Regions from separate parts of the Ovis aries genome. Here regions 2 and 3 are each linked to region 1. The links are chromatin contacts, called in public Hi-C maps. All regions are on one chromosome and are shown on one strand. The core of a region is the stretch at or near the end of the contact, and the rest is flanking DNA. Distances in the headings are between cores, read along the strand shown.

The links. Hi-C and Micro-C count contacts between places; a contact is called where the count stands out from the background.
Region 2: a Hi-C map of skin fibroblasts shows a contact between it and region 1, with 1.9 times the contacts expected there. The contact joins two enhancer-like sites. A contact is called at or near these places in 2 of 16 Hi-C or Micro-C datasets (blood and skin fibroblasts).
Region 3: a contact with region 1 is called in a Hi-C map of skin fibroblasts, with 2.8 times the contacts expected there. The contact joins two enhancer-like sites. A contact is called at or near these places in 12 of 16 Hi-C or Micro-C datasets (blood, hypothalamus, liver and 6 more).

The regions. Positions count from the first base shown.
Region 1 is chr1:97,567,262-97,571,746 of ARS-UI_Ramb_v3.0, reverse strand. SEC22B (SEC22 homolog B, vesicle trafficking protein) reads left to right here. Exons shown (of 5, transcript XM_004002393.6): 4 at 1-142; 5 at 3,517-4,485. The coding sequence ends at 3,671. Among named protein-coding and RNA genes, the nearest start is that of SEC22B, 19 kb to the left of the region's middle. Within about 2 kb of position 2,381, at least 12 of the 54 cell types and tissues checked have an H3K27ac peak or open chromatin away from gene starts, as enhancers often do. A contact at or near this core is called in liver and tail adipose tissue, where this site is marked.
Region 2 is chr1:97,373,571-97,378,162 of ARS-UI_Ramb_v3.0, reverse strand. NOTCH2 (notch receptor 2) reads left to right here. Exons shown (of 34, transcript XM_060401816.1): 5 at 3,181-3,303. Among named protein-coding and RNA genes, the nearest start is that of NOTCH2, 130 kb to the left of the region's middle. Within about 2 kb of position 1,987, at least 2 of the 54 cell types and tissues checked have an H3K27ac peak or open chromatin away from gene starts, as enhancers often do.
Region 3 is chr1:97,333,083-97,337,282 of ARS-UI_Ramb_v3.0, reverse strand. NOTCH2 (notch receptor 2) reads left to right here. Exons shown (of 34, transcript XM_060401816.1): 13 at 2,769-2,961. Among named protein-coding and RNA genes, the nearest start is that of REG4, 140 kb to the right of the region's middle. Within about 2 kb of position 2,527, at least 9 of the 54 cell types and tissues checked have an H3K27ac peak or open chromatin away from gene starts, as enhancers often do. A contact at or near this core is called in liver and tail adipose tissue, where this site is marked.

The sequences.
Region 1 (4,485 bases), core at 1,132-3,631:
TACATTCAGAAAACCAAGAAGCTTTACATTGACAGTCGTGCTCGGAGAAACCTAGGCTCCATCAACACTGAACTGCAAGATGTGCAGAGAATCATGGTTGCGAATATTGAAGAAGTGTTACAACGGGGAGAAGCACTCTCAGGTATCTAAAAGCAGTACGAGTCTTATGAGCAAGTGGTTCTTATTCCATAGGCAAGGATAGCTTATTTGGGGTTACCATTTATGCTGTCAGATTCTATCTAGTATTATTAAGAATTCATTTCTCCAAAATGGATTACATTACAAGCTTCCAATATGATATGTTTCTTCCTAGTGTGGTTAGTTTCTATTGAGTTGGAACAGTGTAAAGTCTCATTCCATGTAAGAAACAATTACTGTTTCCCAGGTATTTACCAAATTAGATTAGTATTTATAGAAACACGTAAGGAAAACGAAAAGAAGAATGAGAGGACATTGTCAAAGGTTTATGGCAATGGTTTCATAAGTAGCTGCTCCAAGAGACTTTACTGCTGCCAGATCAACTGTTGTAAAATACCATTTCCTCAAGGCGTTCCTCTGCAGAAAAACTGAGACCTGTGACTACAAGATCTAGTCTGGTCTCAACTTACTTTTCATTCATCCAGTCATTATTAATTGAATACTCATAATGTGCAAGGTGGGCTTCCCCAGTGGCTCAGCATTTAAAAATGTGCCTGCAGTATGGGGGCCGCAGGAGACACAGGTTCGGTCCCTGGGTCAGAAAGATCCCCTGGAGGAGGAAATGGCAACCCACTCCAGTTTTCTTTCCTCTAGAATCCTGTGGACAGAGGAGCCTGGTGGGCTACATTCCATAGAGTCGCATAGAGTTGAACACAACTGAAGCCACTTAGCAGCCAATGTGCAAGGCACTGTATTCTCTGTTGTGGAAGATAAGGAGATTGCAAAAGTGTTTCATTCTCCCTGGTTCACAAACATTCCACCTCAGCCAGTTCAGTGTCTTTATCATCCTGGACCTTCCTTAGACTCTAGATAAGAACTGCCTCTATAAAGTAGCCTTCCCTGATCTGTACAGCCCCTTACGCATTAATCTCCTTACTCCTTCAAATTCTTAAAACACTTACATATTTTACGTAATGTAAAAAAGCATGTAATGTTTTTTAGCACATGGGGTATGTATATGTGTGTGTACTAATTTACCTAAAATATATAACTAATGTTTACGTGTTACCTAAGTGTTTAATGTGAGCATATACGCTGTTTTTTATCTATTTTATATACTTATTTTATTTCTTTCACAGTAATCATCACAGGTAGTTGCCTTAATGTATATTTTTAAAATTCAGCCTTGTTACATATTCATGATTAAATGCATGCATGCGAAATCACCTCAGTCATGTCCTACTCTTTGTGACCCCATGGACTGTAGCCCGCCAGGCTCCTCTGTCCTTGGGATTCTCCACGCAAGAGTACTGGAGTGGATTGCCATTCCCTTCTCCAATGAATAAATGGGTTTTCCTTTATTATGAACTTCAGATTTTAACCTTCATGTTTATAGTCAGCAATTGTCCCACTGTATATAGCTTCATACTCTTTAAACATCAGTTTTTGGATAAGTGAGTCTATATAAATTTTCATCATAGCGGACTCACAGGTTCTACTCAGGATAAAGTAAACCAGTATAGGAAACTTTTTTAAAGCCAAAATTTATATTTATTTATTTTTATTTTTTTAGTTTTTTATTTTTTAAATTTTAAAATCTTTAATTCTTACATGCGTTCCCAAACATGATAAACTGCTCAATTAATCAAGAGCATATGGGGTTTCCTTCTAGTGCTTTGCTAATTGCTATAGTGTTGATATGCTGATAAAAACAAAGTACATTTTTACCCTTAAGAAATTTCATGTGATTAGTAAGATAAGGAACATTGTCACAGAGTAACAAATATCTGTTGAACATTTACATTGTGCTAGGCAATATGGTAAGGGGACTTTACATATATTTTATTTATTCTTTAGAGTAATCCCATGTGAAGTGGGTGGTATCAAACCAGTTTTACAGATAAAGAAGCAAAGACTCAGAAAAGTACTTCTCCAAGCAATAGCTTTGTTTTTATGATACCATGTGTTTCCAATGTTCATATGTAAAGAAATTCTCATAACTGTTGCTTACTTTATATGACCTAATATTTATTTCTCTTCCCAGTTTTTCTCAGCAGATTTAGATTCATTCAGCAAATACTTATTTATGGAGCACTGACTATATGCCAGATCCTGTTCTAGGCACTAAGAATATAGTAAGAAACACTGTAGTAGTTAAAAACCTCTGTCCAGTCTGTTAAACTGACCGCAAAGATTCCTTGCAGTATTGTCATGGCTATTTCTCATCCCTTAACTGTTTTTTTGCATGACAAGGTGCTTTTCTTACAGGACAAGTTACTAATTTCGAAATGGCTGACATGCCTGTGTTATTAAGTAATGCCACATTTCTCAATCAAAACCAGTCCCTATTAAGCAACTCCAAATAGTCCAAAAGCATTCTCCAAGGAAGACCAAATAGATTCAGATTGCAAAACAGTTTCTCAAAAATTTAAAGAAGTGAAAAGTTTGATTAGAAGTTATGCCAAACTGAGAGTTTGTTTTTATTATTAAAAATATGCCATATATTTTAAGCCCAGTTTAGCTTATGTGTATCTGGTTATTTCTCTAAGTGCTTTGTTAACAATTAAAAGAAGATAATGACATTACAAATGTTCGTATAGGGAATAAAACTTTGCAGAAGATTCTAAAAAGCTTAATTTAGTATACATTGGTAGTTTTCTAGCACCTGTGATTGTATTTTCATTGTAATATAGCTTTCCTACGTCTGCTAAAATACAATTTCTGATAGTGTTATCTTCATAATAATAGTCTTTACCATCTGGAAAGTTTTAGAAATTTGGTAGTAGTCACTGTTGAGATACCGCTTAATACTCAGTGTCTGGTTCATTGAATTTTCTGGTTACCTGCATTTTTCATCTTACCTGGATTATCATTTGTCAAAATATGAGCGAATATGATTTAAACCATTAAGAGATTATGAAGATAGTTGCTATCAGCTAACGTTTATCAAGTGTTTACCATCATGTAGGCATTGTGCTCACTTTACAGATATCCTATGATATGGTTACTTTTATTGTATATTCCCTATTTTTATATACAAAGAAGTTGGGTCTTAGGCTGAGTTGCCCAGTATCATATGATTGGTACAGTGGAGATTTGAACTAGGGTCTGAGGCCAGACCCTGGACTCACTCTATAGCCTCAAGAATTTGAACATAAGTTGAACTGATTATTTGAAAATGCATTGTAGATTTTACAGTGCTTTGGGATCATGAATAAATCAGTGTATACAACCTTACCCTTAAAAAAAAAAAAAAAGATAATTTCAGCTTCACGATTTGAAGTAGTGCTACTCATTTAGGTTATTTTTGTTCTTAATACGGTTGATAAAATACTTTAAAGCACTAATTAATGTTATTCTTTTTTTCCCTTTTGACAGCATTGGATTCGAAGGCTAACAATTTGTCCAGTCTGTCCAAGAAATACCGCCAGGATGCGAAGTACTTGAACATGCGTTCCACTTATGCCAAACTTGCAGCAGTAGCTGTATTTTTCATCATGTTAATAGTGTATGTGCGCTTCTGGTGGCTGTGAAGTAGTGAATCCAGTCACTGGCAAGGGAGAACCTAGCACCCGACAGGTGTATGTTTTCAGGAAGCTGAGCGCACAGAGATGTGTATTAGAATCCAAGTGGAACTTCTGCCTCTAAAGACCTTGCAAGAAAAGACATGGCCTGAAAAGGAAAGGTTACACCTCATTTAATGAAGCTTAGCCCTATGTAGAAAGCGTCTTTCCGGGGCAGAGGCTTTCTCTGGGTGCTAAGCCATATACATTAGGGAACAGTAGATTGTTTTATTTGTTTTTTTTCCCCTTCCAGTGTTTTACATTTTTCAAACAGCACTGACTGGGGCATTCTCATTCTCTAATGGAGCTGTCAGTGAGATTTGGCTTAACCAACCTATGCTAGCAAGTCTGAAATCCCTTCAGAGAAGGCAGCCCTTCAGGAAGTTTTTTGACTCTGTTTAATCAACATTCCTTTTGTTGGTGACATTTGTGATTTTCAGGAATCTGGGTTGTTTGATGGCCTTTTAAACAAGACTCCAGTATGTGAAGGTTAATTGCTGTGCTGCAAGATACCCTGTCTATTGGCCCCTGTAGGAAGTTAACCTTGTTTTTCATTTATGATAATTTGCTTATTGCACAATTGCTTTAGAGTTAAATGAATTAAATGAATTATATTAAGATGCCTTGAAATTATATTATAGCACTCCTTGATTAAGAAGCAAAAATGTTTTCTGTCATTTACTCTTAAAAGACTTAAAATTAGTTTGGGACATTCTTGATTTTATTTTTCTGCATCTGGTTTATATTAATATAAGAGTGAGTATAGCATATAGCCAGAGGCCCC
Region 2 (4,592 bases), core at 738-3,237, 190 kb after region 1:
CTTTAAAATTATAGCCATTCTAGTGGGTGTGAAGTGATAGCTTATTGTGGTCATGATTTGCATTTTCCTGATTGCTGATGCTGAGCATCTTTTCATGTGCTTATTGGCCTTTTGTATATCTTCCTTGGAGAAATGTCTATTTAGCTCCTTTACCCATTTTATAACTGGATTATTTGTATTATTATATTATGGATATTGTATTTTAATTTTGTTGTAAGAATTCTTTGTATCTCCTAGATATATGATTTGTAAATATTTTCTCCCTTTCTGTGGACTGTCTTTACTTTCTTGATTGGCATTCTTTGAAACCCAGGTGGTTTCAATTTTGATTAATTCCAAACTGTCAGTTTTTTCTTTTGTGACTTGTGCCTTTGGTCATGTATAAGATATTTCTATCTAGCCCAAGTCTCATTTCCTCCTATGTTTTATCCTAAGAATCTTATCATTTTAACTCATACATTTTTTAGTTCATTTTTGTTTATGGGATGAGGAAGGAATCCAACTTTATTTATTCTTTTGCATCTAGATATTCAGTTGTTCTGGCACAATTTATTAAATTGTTTTTTTTTTTCTGTCTAACTCATTTAATCGTTAAAACAACCTTTCAGGTAGGTCCTGTTAATTAGTCCAGAGAGGAAAGAAAGTTTAACTATTAAGCATATATAATATCTTGCCCATGTTCACTCAGCTACTGCATGGAAAGTGTGAGAATTAAATCTAGGCAGTTTAACCCAGAGGCCATACTTCAACCGTGAATTAACTCTTTCACCTATTTGCCTTTCTGCCTAAATAACTACATAGTGACAGGTAAGAACTATCTCAAAAATAGTGATGAAAAGAAAACATTTTATTTCTTATATGTTATGGTTATGTTGAAATGTTTCTGCTTTCTTAATTTGTCTGTGGTTGGTGAATTCTTTTCATTGTAACACTGGCTAATATAAATTCAAATAGTTTGGCTACAAAGGCTTCATCACCTCCTTGACACCTTAGCCAAACATATTTAGCCTTGGTCACTAGGGAGATCGAGTTGGGATGGCTGGTATCAATTCTAGGACACCAGCAAACCACATGGGTTTCTAACAGTGGTGGGCCAGGACCCATTTCTCTCCCACATTCTGAAAGTATCCAACTTTTCCAGAGAATGTTTCCATTTGAGAGCACTAGACCAGAAACAGGGACTTCAGTTGTTGTTCAGGGACGGTACTTTGCGGATCTATAGATTTGCTCTCACTTCATCATAATTTTGGGTGGACTTAAGCGGTTCAGCATTTACTGACTCAGTCCATTTGAAGGACTGTCATATGATTAAACAGATACGAGTGCATGCTAAGTCACTTCATTCATGTCCAACTCTTTGTGACCCTGTTGACTGTAACCTGCGAGGCTTCTCTGTCCATGGGACTTTCCGGGCAGGAGTACTGGAATGGGTTGCCATTTCCTTCTCCAGGTGATCTTTCCAACCCAGGGATCAAACCCTCATCTCTTATGTCTCCTGCACTGGCAGCCGGGTACTTTACCACTAACACCACCTGGGAAGCCCAGAAGATATTTGAGTAATATGATTAATTTTTTAAAAATCTGAGTCTATAAATTTTTTCATAGTCTTTCTCAAGCTTACTTAATGACTCATCTGCTTGCATGGACTTCTTAGCAAATACCCAGAGAAATAGAATTCTCTTCAGTCAAGCGTCCAATTATCTCCATCTTCTACAAAGTGATTTCCTTTGGTCTCTGGGTAATTTTTTTGGTTACTTGGTTCATACTCATGTGCATGACTGCAACTGTATTCAGAGAAACCAGCTGTGTTCCAGTGTAGCAGAGCAGATGTAGACCACCACAGTAGCTTCTGCTAAGGAATGAAGAAAGCAAGGCATGATTGATGTCTGCCCACTCACCAGACTGCAGTGTCCTGAAAGCAGGAACTCCGTCTTTTACTTGACTATACCAGTGCCAATATAAGACCCGATATGTGTTTTGAGTAAAAGAGAGAAACTTAAGGGACATTCTGAAGAGGCGAAATATTTAGTCATATGTATTTCAAATAAGGGAATGTTCAGTAAACTTCCTCTCTTAAAGCTGATAGTCTTCCATTTTAATAGTTAAGAGATTTGGTAGCAAGGAAAGAGAAATAAAAAAGCCCAATGTATAAATTATATAGGACTTCCCTGGTGGCTCAGATGGTAAAGCATCTGCCTACAATGCGGGAAACCCAGGTTCAATCGCTGGGTCGGGAAGATCTCTTGGAGAAGGATATGGCAACCCACTCCAGTATTCTTGCCTGGAAAATCCCATGGACAGAGAGGCTACAGTCCATGGGTCACAAAGAGTTGGACACGACTAAATGACTTTACTCACTCATAAATTATATAGGGGAACATGCTATGTGCAATTACGGTGAAGTTTGATGTGCTAGTTTCATTTTTCATAAACGGGAAAAATCAAGAGGAAGGAAGCAGTGCTATAAGTGTGAAAAGGAGGATGAACAATAAGAGTTGGCAAGTGTGGTTAGTAATAATGACACCCCATCTTCAGATGGCTTTTTATATTTGTGTTGTCCTTACGATGTGGCACTTATAACAACCTCGAAAGACAGGCTGGGCAGGTGCAGCCAGACTTATTTTACAGATGAGGAAGCTACTTTGGAGCTTGTAATTACCAAGTATTAAATGGCTTATAAGCAGTGAGGTTAGAACTTGACCCTTATCTTCAGATTTTCAGTTCAGTATTTTTTTATGTCTCCCTATTCTCCCCCGTGATTTTCCCAAGAAGAAAACAAAAAGGAATTTAAATTTAATTAGGTGATCTTTTATTTGTTCTTCTCATTAATCTAGCATGGAGCTGAGGAAAATCTAATACCCTTTTTTTTAGAACCAGCTGTCCTGAGTAGACATTTATCTTCACTGGGATTTTATTTCATGAAAACACTTTGAAATACTTGTGAGGTAACTGTGAAGGCATGTCATTGGCATAATGTTTCGTTTTAGCTGTCTATGCCTGAGGCAAGAAAAGACAGAAGATTGAGGGATTTTTATATGGTGAGTCTTGGGTTGACCATCTGCTGTCAGTGGAACTGTAATAATGAAGTCAGTCTGTTCTGATGACCATGTCCTATGGAGAAGAACAGATCACATCATCTCTATGAGAATTTATCATTTCTTTTAATCCTTCTCTTACTAGGTTTTGAAGGAGTCACCTGTGAGCGGAATATAGATGACTGTCCTAACCACAAGTGTCAGAATGGAGGGGTTTGTGTGGATGGGGTCAATACCTACAACTGCCGCTGTCCCCCTCAGTGGACAGGTATGTATGGTGTGACAAACCATTCAGAATGGGGCATGGGTCAGTAAGCAGAGGCAGGTTGTTATTGAAGTGGGCCCCTTTTACAACAGTGTCTGTGCTACGTCATTGGGTATAGTGCTAACCGCATATGTCCCCCTGTGTTCACTTAAAGAAATACTCTCACCGACATTTATTGGGCAGATGTTCTGAACTCAGTACCATGCTAAGTGCTGTAGGACAGCTGTTCCTAACCTTTCTGGCACCAGAGACTGGAAGATCTCTGGTGGAAGTTTTTTCCATGAACCAAAAGTGGGAGAAGGATGGTTTGGGGATGATTCAAGTGTATTACGTTTATTGTGCACTTTATTTCTATTATTATTACATCAGCTCCACCTCACATCTTCAGACATTAGATCTTGGAGGTTGGGGACCGTACTGTAGAAAATAGGAGAAAGAGCATTCCTGAAAGACTCTGATGTTATTATCTGGCAAAGCAACACATTGCCTGGAACATAGTAGATGCTTATTAAATATCTGAGAGGAAAAGAACATAGTTAAATGCAAAAATATAAATATTCTTACCATATACAAACAAAAGGTTAACTGTGTGAGATAATAGATGTGTTAACTGATCTTATTTTGGTAATCATTTCATATTAAATATGTCTATCAAATCATCATGTATATACTGCTTAAACTTACATGTATGTTATATGTTAAATATAGCCCAATAAGGCTGGAAAAGGAAAAGAAACTACAACTTGTCAAGTTTCAGTGTAGTATCAATGAATATTCTAAATTATATGAAAAGATTATTAGAATACTCTTCCTTCTGCTCTTCTGTTATCAAGCTAAAAAAAACCCTGAAAATAAGTTGTACAGACGGGGAGAGTTCAGAGCTTATTGTCTGTACACAGAAATCTATCTCATCTTATTGTTATGACATAATTATGAAGGTTGGGCAGGTCCTGTTGAAGACATTATTTTTATGACACCTGTCTACATTTCTGTATTTTCCTTTTTTTGTATCCTTTTTTGCACATAGATTCTTCTGCCTCTGACATTAGAAGAGTAGATTTGCTTAAATTGACAACGATTTGGAAGTTTATAATGTTGTCTTCTTTTCTTATTTTTGAAATTGAGTCTGTATAGACATTTAGTTCCAATTTCTGTTTGTATGTATTTATCTAACTGAAAATGGAGACAAGTAAGAACTGATTAAGCAATTAAGAACTGGGCCTTTTGGAGAGAAGTTGTTCGATTTAATATGGAAACCCAAGAGCAAGCTAATGTTATTAGGAAGAAGCTAT
Region 3 (4,200 bases), core at 1,278-3,777, 230 kb after region 1:
GAGTGTCCATCAAATGGATGAATGAGTAAAGGATACCTTGTATGTACAGAGTGGAATATAATTCAGCCATGAGAGAGGGGGAAATCCTGACATTTGTGACAACATGAATGGAACTTGAGGACATTAAGTGAGATGAATCAGGCAGTGAAAGACAAATACTGTATGGTATCACTTGATGCAGAATATTAAAAAGCCAAACTCGGGAAAGCAGAGAGTAGAATGCTGTCTATCAGGGTCTAGGCTGGGAGGGTAGCGGATTGGGGAGATATTGTTTAAGGGTGCAAATTTGCAACTACTAGATAAATAAGTTCTGATTGAATGCATAGCATAGTGATTATAGTCAGCAATACTGCATTATAAACTTTCAAATTGCTGAGAGAGTAGATCTTAATTGTTTTTACCACAAAAAGAAGTGATGGTTATGTGACATGATAGAAGTGTTCACTAACTGCGGAGGTAATCATATTGCAATATATAAAATATATCAAACCAACACATCATATACCTTAAACTTACACAATGTTATATGTCAATCATGTCTTAATTTTAAAATTAACAAACTTAGGGAATTTTTATTATCTTCATTTAACAAATAAGGCAACTGAAAGAGCTTATTGTGTCCATGGTCTTAGCTAGTGGACTTCCCTGGTGGCTCAGATGGTAAAGTGTCTGTCTACAGTGCGAGAGACCCGGGTTCAATCCCTGGGTTGGGAAGATCCCCTGGAGAAGGAAATGGCAATCCACTCCAGTATATTGCCTGGAAAATCCCATGGACTGAGGAGCCTGGAAGGCTACAGGTCTTAGCTAGTGAGTCTCACTGTTAGGACTGTGAGTTCCCAGAAGGCAGGCACCTCCCTAATTGTCTTTTTAGCCAGCATTTTCTAAAACTGTGTAGCACTCAGGGAGCACTTAGAAAATATTGCTGAATGAATGACCAGCACTCACATATGGAACCTCTGACATCCAACACTAGACTCTTGAGTCTGCACTGTACCATGCTTTCATTCATTAAATACTAATTTGTTAGGCATCAACCTACACGATAAGAAACATTGGCTAATTTCTCATTCAGTAGTTACTGAGCCCAGCAAGGTACATAGTCTTGTGCTGGGAGTTCATGAAATGCTGGGATTTCCGATGCTACTTAAAGGATGAGAATTTGCTAGTGAAGCAGCTGCGGTTCACCAGGTAGACTATACAAAGGGGCACTTAACCCTCTCAGCTAAAGATGACTTGAAACTTGATTCTGCTGAGAGCTTTAAAAGCAAATAAAGAAAATGTGAGAAGTGTGACTTCTGAGAATATTTTTCCCAAGAAAAGACAGAATTGAAAAAACTTTTTCATTACATTCTCCACAGGATTTCAGACAGAGGATAGTGCTGTAGTTGAAGACTTGTGGCTCTTATCTCGATGCCAGTGGCAAACATCTAAAAAAAAAAAAAAATCAGAAGTTGAAGCTAAGAAAGTAGTATTGTAGAATCGGTTATTAATGAAATACTTAAAAGGAAAACAGCAACTACTATCAGATTATGGGTTTTTTACCACACGAACCATCAATAATGATTTAGAGTAGTAGAGAGTGAAAAAATGTTAATACCCATACTTTAAAAGGGTGTGTATCTATTTCATTTGGAATTTCCTGTTCTAATTGTAGGGTTACTCTTTCTTAAATAAAAATGCCTGGTTTTATATGAATCAGAAAATTGTATTCTTTGAAATTTATAATTCCTTCATAGCAGTTACTTGTCACCACTCATTTACAGAATTATGGGTTATTTTAAAATTTTATATCATTTTGGAATATATAGTTAAATATCATTTATTCAAAACTTAAAGCAAAACTCATATGTAACTGGCATACTTTATTCCACTTTATAGCAGACATCTTTTCAAAGTCCAATCTTGGGTATGTTTTAGAGGAACATATACATTTCAATTTCATATATTCTGAACATTTACGTTATAACGATGAAATAATAATTGTCTACATCAGAATTTCTCAAAATGTAGTATCTGAAACACCTATATTATTTAAAATGTTACTTTGAAGCAGTAAGGATCTTCTTTAAAAACAAGTACTTTTAGCAATCCTTGCACATTAAAATTTAAGAACTACTGATCTATATTGAGAGACCCTGAATTGTTTTCTCAGTGATCAGAGAACAATAAAATTATATTTAGGTTTCTCTTCTTCCTGAGCCAGAAAATAGATTAATACAATTATAAAAGTTAAAACAAATGGCTTTTCTTTTTAAGCAACTTAATCATTAATAGTGATTCAGTGTTAATCACTGAACATTCCTGTTAATTGAGATTTACCATATATAGAAATGTAAAAGATTGACTAACTCTTACGAGAATGAAGGCAGTAAACCAGCTGACAACAGTGATAAGAAAAGCTTGAGAGTTCTCCAAACAGCAGCAGTAAGAGGAGCAGCCAACTCTGGTTGCATTTGATGTTCTCTTTGAATATTTGATGCAAAGTTTCCCCATTTCTAAACTGGAGTGAAGAAACACATGTCGAAACACTACAACACCGTCCCAGTATTTTGTTAACTTTGTTAAATTATCAAAGTAGAATGCTCTCTGCTCCTTCCTTGCGTGGCACTAAGTGCTATTGGATGTCTTATTCCTTAAGTCTTGACATTTGGTGCCCACAGCATTTTATAGTCTAGGCAGGTAAATGTATCTGTACAATAGATCTCATGGTCCTGGGTCTATTCCCTAAGCATTTTGGATTTGACAGAAACTGTCCCCCTTCTCTACAGGGCAGAGATGTAACATTGACATTGATGAGTGTGCCTCCAATCCCTGTCGCAAGGGTGCAACGTGCATCAATGATGTGAACGGTTTCCGCTGTATCTGCCCTGAGGGGCCCCACCATCCCAGCTGCTACTCACAGGTGAACGAGTGCCTGAGCAATCCCTGTGTCCACGGAAACTGTACTGGGGGCCTCACTGGGTGAGTAGCTGTTGTGTATTCATCGTTTCTTATTGACCCGTGTCGAGCCAGTTGAGTTTTAGTACTGGCCATACCCTGTAGCAGTTAGTCAGGACCTGAGCTGAGACTAGGCTGAAGAGTCTTCCAAGTCACCACTTTCTTCCCTGCCTTCCATGACTGAGTAGATGGAAAGTAAGGAGGAATGTTTCATTCCTCGTGTGGGTAGTCAGCACATGGGAGGAGTCCAGGGTTATTTTCTGAGTCTTTAGTTGTGCTTTTAGTACTAACTGCAAGATTGCGTTCTGAGGGATATTCTGTTTGACTTAACCTCCTGCTTAAAGAAAACCCAACTCTGTTTCATAATGATACCAGTGGGTACCACTGAAGTAGAGCTGGTCTCAGCTAGCTAGAATCTTGGCCCTGATGAAGTGTTCACAGCTGGCAAGCCCCTGAGAGTTGTGTAATGTGTTGGCAAGTAATTTTCTAGAATCACAGAGTGTGACGTTTGGTTCCATGAGATAGTCTTGTGCTCTTGCTATGCTTGCCAGAGGATGGGACTTTGGCCAAGACTTAGCATTTGCCATGCTTACAACAGGTGAAAAAGTGAAGAGTACATTTAGAGGTAAATGGGAAATTAAGTGATTTCTAAGCTGAATTAACTCAGTATTCCTGTTTCAGAGTATAGCAGCCTTCAAAGCATCCCAACCCATTTACTTTTTTTAAAAAAGAATCACCAGACAAGGAGGCTGTTATCTCCCGATATTACATTCTAAGTGCTAATGGTGTCCAAATTGTGAACAACATGCATACATTTCAGATACCTTCATTTTTGTTCCATTTCCTGCTCAGTACCCTTGGTGCTTTCTGGGGGCAGGGTTTCAGGTCAGAACAAACCACGTCTCAGAAGTCAAACATCCCAGGAGCTCTTCGGGGTCACTTGGAGTCTCTGATACTACCCTGCTTTCTGAGTATCTGTTTTACACCAGAAACAAGTGATCTAAGGTTTCTTTACATTTATTTAGCAGAAAAGAAACTGCAAATTTATCAATGTCAATGTGTCTTTCAGATTGTCCCAATTTGTTGTACCAGCCACTCTTTACATATGAAAGGCCACTAAACTTACTTAATTTTTCCAGCATTTTTGTGGGCCAGAAAGCTGTGTTTACGAAATACTCCAGATGGGCCCACATGATTCACAAGGTAACCCAAGTGTAGGTTTGAAGAGGAACAGAAATGAGATTAGCCCACCCAGGAGCTCCT